Regions from separate parts of the Sus scrofa genome. Here region 2 is linked to region 1. A link is a contact called in public promoter capture Hi-C data. All regions are on one chromosome and are shown on one strand. Each heading gives the region's core, a stretch centred on a gene start, on an enhancer-like site or on the middle of the called end of the contact. The rest is flanking DNA. Distances are from core to core; before and after follow the strand shown. Region 1 overlaps ITGB3 (integrin subunit beta 3). Region 2 holds the start of ITGB3 (integrin subunit beta 3).

Region 1 (3,443 bases), core at 654-3,153:
TATTAAATTGCCTCTTTAATCACCTGCCTCCCTCCATTGATCATACGTTCCATGAACACAGGGATGGTGTCTTTCTTATCTATTGTTCTGTCTCCATATTTAGTTATTGATGGAGAAAATACTTAACTCGTGGGTTTTGGGTGAATTAATAGGACTGATTATTCCTAGGAGACAGGCAGATGTAACATACATCTTGATATCTGTTGGAAGAATTTGGGCTGCTTGGAGAAGGAAGGGTATGAAAGTGGGAAAAGGGCTATATCAGCGTCATCCAGGGTGTTGCTGTCCCCATGGGTAGATGTGAATGTGGGGTCCCCATTTGTGATTATCGTTCATCAGCCTTTTGAGAGCTCTCATCCTTTATAAGAGAGAAGGTAAAGCAATGGCATCACCTTAATTTTACTTTGTGACCCAAGGGAATTCTGATGGGGGGAAGTGAAGAGGGAAGAGTCTGGGTGTGTATCTGTTGGGGAGCAGGTGTGAATTAGTTTGGCCAGGAGTTCCTTCCCGCCCGCCCAGGTTAACACATTGAATGGATTTTTCCAAATCCACCCTATGTGTACCTTTGTCCCTTCTCATGACAGAAGGGCAGCGTGTTCTTGCTTTGGGGATTTAACATTTCTTCATCTCTTTGCTGTAACAATCCCACTGGTGCTTCTGCTGTTTCACTTACCAAAATCACTTGACCTGGTATTCTGAGACTGGACTATACTGCCTGGAGTTGTGGGGAACAGACATGATAACTGGGGTGATAACAAATATCTAGTTATCAGAGTGAGGGTAACTTTTTAGGCCAGTGGACCCCTTCCTCCACATTAGGAGATGCGATCCCAGACTCACATTTCCTAATCTGGCTGCCCTGGAATTCCAAGTTCTGCCTCTCCTTTCACCCCAACCCCCAATCCCTTTCAGGGCCTCTGGCTTTGAGTAGAAGGTAGCATCTGAGACCTCAGAGAGTATTCCCATTCTCTCCCCTCATATTCTTGCAGATGCTCTCTCTGAAGGGCTGAGGCACTAAAGGGCACTGAAGAGGGCACCACCAAGGAGTTTGACATTGGCCAAGTGGTGTTCAGCCACCAGGGCATGAGCTCCCTTGAGCTGAGCCCTCACCACTCCTAGGTGGGGTTGCCTGGTAACATACAATACTTCTCCTGCAAAGTGTGGTACATACTGATGTCAAAAGGTTACTCATTGTTTATCTGAAATTCAGATTTAACTGGACTTCCTGTCCTTTTGTTTGTCAAGTCTGCTCACCCTGCCCTGTCTGCCATGACTTTGGGTCATCACCTGCTGTGGGTCCTCATCACTGTGGCTGGAGGACTCTCCAGAGACCACTTGGTCTTGTGTCTGCTTCCAGGAAGCCTGCCATCCACCCTTTTCAGGGCAGACAGTTAACAGTTTTAATTCCCCCTCACCTCCACCCCCGAAACTTCCCTGGCCTTCTACCTGTCCTGCCCATGCTGACATGCAGAACTGAAGAGAGTCCACATTGAGGTTTGTGGGTCAGCCCTACCTCAGTCTTCCAGAGAATTCATAACAGCTTTCCCAGAATTCATAATTGCTTTCTCTTTGCTCCTGGGAACGCAGATGCTGGAACCTCACAGCCTCTCTCCCGACATTCCTTTAATTATAGACAGGTTGTAATTTGGTGGGATGGGAAATAGACAGCTTGGGTTGTGGTGGCGGTTATTTTGGGGGTAGAGTGTGGTGAGCGTAGCGTGTATGTTTAGAGAAGAAGGTGGGAGACAGTGTGGAAAGTAGGTGTGACACCTCTCCAGACCTATCATACTCATATATACAAACGCCTACTTACTTCACACCTGAGAGTTTACCAGAGTGAAGTCACTCATCAGACATCTGCGGTTGATGGGAAGCAGAGCCCTTCAGCTTGGCTCTCAGTGGGGTGACGTACCTCTGTTTATGCTGGTTGTTGATTGGGGTTGAGCAGGAAGTTGGCTCTCAATAGGCTTGGGACTTTAGATGACTAAATATTTTGGGAAGAAACCCAATATATTGTCTTGGTTGGCAGGCCTCCTGGTCTCCAAGAATGTGCTAAAAAGGTCATTAAGTTCTCCACCCTCAGGGAGTAAGTATCTGAACTAGGGTAACTACCTCAAAGGCCTACAGGAACTGGATAAACAAATTAGGGAAAATCAGCCACATGTCACAGGGACACCAGTAACATGTGAGACATTTTAGAGACAGAGAAGTAGGAAACAGACACCCCAGAAAGGTTAAGTTACCAAAGGTTAAACAGCAAAGTAAGTGGTAAGCCAGGGTTCACACCCGGGCAGTCTGGCTCCAGAGGTCACGATTGCACAGACTCAGTCACAAGTCACACTTTACTCTCTGTTTAGTGGAGAAAAGAGAGAGTGCTGAGGATACTGGCAAACTAAAAAAACATGTCCCATCTAAAAGGGGCAAGTACTCCTTAGCCCTTGTGATTTAAAAATAAAATATAAAAATATAGATTCAGTGCTTCTAGATCTTTTGATTTTATTTTTTAAAGAGAAGAGGAAGTATCTGAAATTTTAGGAGGAGCATGTCCTGATTATTCCATGTTGTTGACAAAATAATTTTTTTTTTTTGTTTTTTTAAGGGCCGCACCCGTGACATATGGGAGTTCCCAGGTGAGGGATCGAATCTGAGTGCCAGATTCGATAACCTGCTGCACAACAGTGGGAAATCCCAAACTTAAATTTTGAATAAACAATTATGTGAACTGATACTGAGTAGCCTGGGTTTTGCCTGTGGGTGACCAGCCAACGACCTCTGATTTAAAATACTCAGGACAGATTATGGCTGCCCTAAAGATGGGCTCCCCTACTCCTTTAAAAATTAATTAGCTTATTTTGTAAGTTCTGTTTCCTTCAGAGCACGTTGCAGTACTTTATTACTTTGTCAAGAAGATCTTATTGGGAGTTCCTGTTGTGGCTCAGTGTAATGAACCTGACTAGTATCCTTGAGGACATGGGTTCCATCCCTAGCCTCACTCAGTGGGTTAAGGATCTGGCATTGCCATGAGCTGTGGTGTGCTGTGGTGTAGGCGGCATTGCTGTGGCTGTGGTGTAGGCTGGCAGCTGCAGCTACAATTAGAACCCTAGCCTGGGAACTCCAATATGGTGCATGTGTGTCCCTAGAAAATAGACCAAAAAAAAAAAATCTTATTTGTGGCCAGTTCAAGTGATTCCTGTTCCATTCCTGACCACCCTGCTCTGTGTTCTCTCCTGACAGAGTGTCCCAAGGGCCCTGACATCCTGGTGGTCCTGCTTTCAGTGATGGGGGCCATTCTGCTCATCGGCCTTGCTACTCTGCTCATCTGGAAGCTCCTCATCACCATCCATGACCGGAAGGAGTTTGCTAAATTTGAAGAAGAGAGAGCCAGAGCCAAATGGGACACAGTAAGAGGCTGGGTTGGGCTGGGTATTTTCTTAAGTCATTGG
Region 2 (3,443 bases), core at 385-2,884, 53 kb before region 1:
GAGGAGATACTGGTGAATGGAAGATTGGTTTTATATATATGTGTATATACACATATATACACACACATATATATGAATTAAGCAAATATGTAAATATCTAGGCAGAGATGTAATCAGACTGTGAGATCTGAATTTTGCACGGGGCCACTGGCTTCTGACCTGGAGGCCCTCCAGCAGCTAGGAGAGGTTAATGGAGCTCAGGTGAGGAAGCCCAGCTACCCTTTGGGGGCTGGCTTTTCCCCTGACCCCTTGCAAATCCCTCCTGACATTTCTGCTGATGCATGCTGTTCTTTTGGTGTATCCTAGTATTGGGAGGTCTGAGGAGGGAATGCCCACCTTTGCTGAGGGTGGGGGCATCAGACAAGATTACTTGGAAGAGGTGACATCTGAGATGTTTTGAAAGATAAGTGGAATTTTCCAAGCAGAAAAAAGAAGTAAGATCAGTCAGATAGAAAGGCCTGGAGTGTTTGGGAATGCTAAGTATATTCTAGGGCTAGGCTGGAGATCTGAGCCAGGGCCAGTTTTCAGGCATCTTGTGTGTCTTGAGGGCTTGAGGAAGCAACAGGTTTTCCAGGCAGCCATAAAGCCTTTAGAGGAGCCCAGGAACTGGAGAGATATCCAAATTCTGCCTTATGTTTCAGGCCTTGTTTTTTTGTTTTTTGTTTTTTTAAATCATCTTAGAGCTATCCATTGAGACAGCCTGCACCCGCCCCTGTCCCTGGTGGCCTCCTGTTCACAGCCCTAGTATTTTGCCTCTTTGAACTTTGAAGTTTCTAGTTTGGGGAAGACCCAGAGTCTATGAGGCAGGACTGGGGAAAAGCAGAAGGGCTTTGAAGAGAATGCAGTAAAGTTCCAAGGCCTGTAGGTTTGCATGGAGGCCATATATTGACTGTGTTCTGAAACTTTTATCAGATACTCTGAGCGAGCATTTGAAGAGAAAGTCCCTTTGTGGACTTCAACTGCACACACAAACTTAAGATGTGGTTTTGTCCTCTAGAGGCTTACGGTCTACGGGAAAACCAAACTACTCCCCAGATAAAAATTAGTGAATAATAAAGGACTAAGCCCGTGCCTGGCACCGAGTAGGCATTCAATAGGTTTGTCAAGTAAATGCACGAATATGTGAGTGAATGAAACTCAAGGTTCGGACAGAAAGTGCCCAAGGAGAATTCAGGTGAGAGAGAGAGAGAGAGAAAAAAAAAAAAAAAAAAAAAAAAAAAAAAGAAAGAAAGAAAGAAAGAAAGAAAGAAAAAGAGCCACGTGGGCGTCTCCGGGGAGATGACCTAGGTCCGGAGAGGGGCCACAGGCGCCTGGATTTTCTAAGCATACCAGGTGCCAGCGCGGACCCTGGGACCAGGACATCTGTGGAGGATGCGCCCTCGCCCGCCCCGGGTCTCAGTCGTGCCTGACTTGCAGGCAGGCGGATGCTCGCGGGCTGAGCTGAGGCGGCGAGAGAGGAGCGACGGTTTCCAACTTCCCTCTCTGTTCTGGAGGGTCCAGCAAAGGACCTGAGGGGAGGAAGCGCAAGTCCACGGCCCGCCCCGTTGCGTCCCACCCACAGCGTCCCCTCCCCTCTGGCTGCGGGAAAAGCGGCCGCAGGCGCCGCTGCTCGCTGTGGGGAGGGAGGGCACAGCTGAGGCGGAGGGCGGCAGCGGGTGGACGAGATGCGAGCGCGGCCGCTCTGGGCCGCTGTGCTGGTGGTGGGGGCGCTGGCGGGCGTCGGCGTCGGAGGTGAGTGAGGCTCCCGCGCGGCGGGACGCAGCTCTTCGGGGAGCCGTGCCGCGCATTCTGCCGCAGCCGCGTGTGCAGACTTGGAGCGGGGAAAGCGGGCGGGCGGGTCCTGCGCGGCTGAGCTCGGAGTGCTCAGGGCCAGGCTGGGGACCTTCGGCTGTGGCAACGGCGAGGGGCTACCTAGGGGCGGGTCGTCCGCGACGCCGAAGCGAGCCCTTAGTTAGCGAGGTTAGGCGCCTGCTCGCGGTGTCGGCGAGCGCGGCGCCGGGGGCGCATCTCTGAGCCCCGAGTTCAGCCCGGGTTGCGCGCGTCGCAGGTGGTCCTGGCCGCGCGAAGGCAGACTGGGTCCGGTAACCGAGGCGAGCTGGGGCTTCCCAGAGCTGGTCCGCATCTTGACAGAGGGATGTGCTTCTCGGATAAGAGAACGTGCGCGCGCAGATTTACCCGTTACTCCTCATTCCTTTTTCTCTTTGTGTTATACTTTTCCCAAATTTTTGTTTTTTACTTGGTGGCTCCCAGCGGGAGCAACTCTGAGGAGGATGAGGGCTCTGCCTCCTACAGGGTCCCTGGGCGGCAGCCGTGCCTCTGCTTCCGGGACAAACCCAGCATCCGAAAAGGTCTCCGGTGTAGGCGAGCAGCCACACCAGGGGTCCCCTGGAGCTGGCTTGGCTCCCTGGCTTTGTCTGTCTTGCCGCTGCACCCGCTATCAACTGCCGAGGCAGCTGGCACTCGGCCTCATTGGTGCTGGGAGGGGCAGAGCACAGCCCGGGGGTGCTGCCCTTGGTCTTTCCGGAGCCCGAGTGACCTTTCCAGGGAGAACTCTGGCTCCTGATACACAGCAACGTTCCTCTGCAGAGGACTCAACAGGTGTGCACATATTACCTTAAAAGAAAAGAGTGGTACTCACTGTAAAGCAATTTAGAGCCTGCAGAGGATATTTTTTTAAAGTAAGATTTATTGCTAAGCCCATTTGGAGAATAATTATTCAGAAAGACTTGATGACTCGTGTATAAGAGATTGTACCTGACAGGGCAACAGTATCTTTTTTTTTTTTTAACACTTCATTGAGGTATGATTGACAACAAAAAGCTGTATATATTTAATGTATATTACTTGAGTTTGGATATAATTATAGACTCATGAAACCATCACCACAATTTATGATCCATAACTTGATGAAGGAGTTACAAATAATATATAGGGGGCTGTTTAAGTTATTACTGCCGAGGCTTCCTATGTGATAAATGCTCAAACAAGTCAACTGATGCCTTTATTCTGCAATGGCACAAAATTATGAATCTCCGTCATTCTGCCCTGGGAGAGGTTAGAGCCTTGATTCAGATGCTGTCTGCTGTTGATGGGGGTAATGGAGAAATCCAGAGGCAACTCACCTCTCTCCTACACAGATGCCTTTTTTCATGAATTTAAAACTTTTTTTTTTTTTTGCTTTCTTTTTACATCTACAACTTCCTGAATTTCAGAAAGATGTCTGAGTCTAATCATTATATTTTCTTACAGTTTTAGAAGTAGGGTAACAAGATGGAACCTAGCATGGTGCGTGGTTCATTTGGTGAAGAAAAAGAGTGTTTGGTTTTTTTTTTTGTTTTTTTTGCCTTTTCTAGGGCCACTCCCACGGCATATGGAGGTTCCCAGGCTAAGGGTCGAATCGGAGCTGTAGCCGCCAGCCTACACCACAGCCACAGCCATTCGGG

What was found. Promoter capture Hi-C pulls out the DNA fragments that hold promoters and counts their contacts.
Region 2: a promoter capture Hi-C map of liver shows a contact between it and region 1, with 3 times the contacts expected there. The contact joins the promoter of ITGB3 here to the enhancer-like site in region 1. A contact is called at or near these places in 1 of 5 promoter capture datasets (liver), 5 of 47 Hi-C or Micro-C datasets (embryonic fibroblasts, liver, skeletal muscle and 1 more) and 1 of 2 datasets of contacts at active chromatin or transcription factors (skeletal muscle).

Annotation. Positions count from the first base shown.
Region 1 is chr12:16,698,066-16,701,508 of Sscrofa11.1, reverse strand. It overlaps ITGB3 (integrin subunit beta 3), which reads left to right. Exons shown (of 15, transcript NM_214002.1): 14 at 3,235-3,401. Among named protein-coding and RNA genes, the nearest start is that of ITGB3, 52 kb to the left of the region's middle. Within about 2 kb of position 1,903, at least 9 of the 83 cell types and tissues checked have an H3K27ac peak or open chromatin away from gene starts, as enhancers often do. A contact at or near this core is called in liver, where this site is marked.
Region 2 is chr12:16,750,419-16,753,861 of Sscrofa11.1, reverse strand. ITGB3 (integrin subunit beta 3) reads left to right here and starts at 1,634. Exons shown (of 15, transcript NM_214002.1): 1 at 1,634-1,731. The coding sequence starts at 1,665.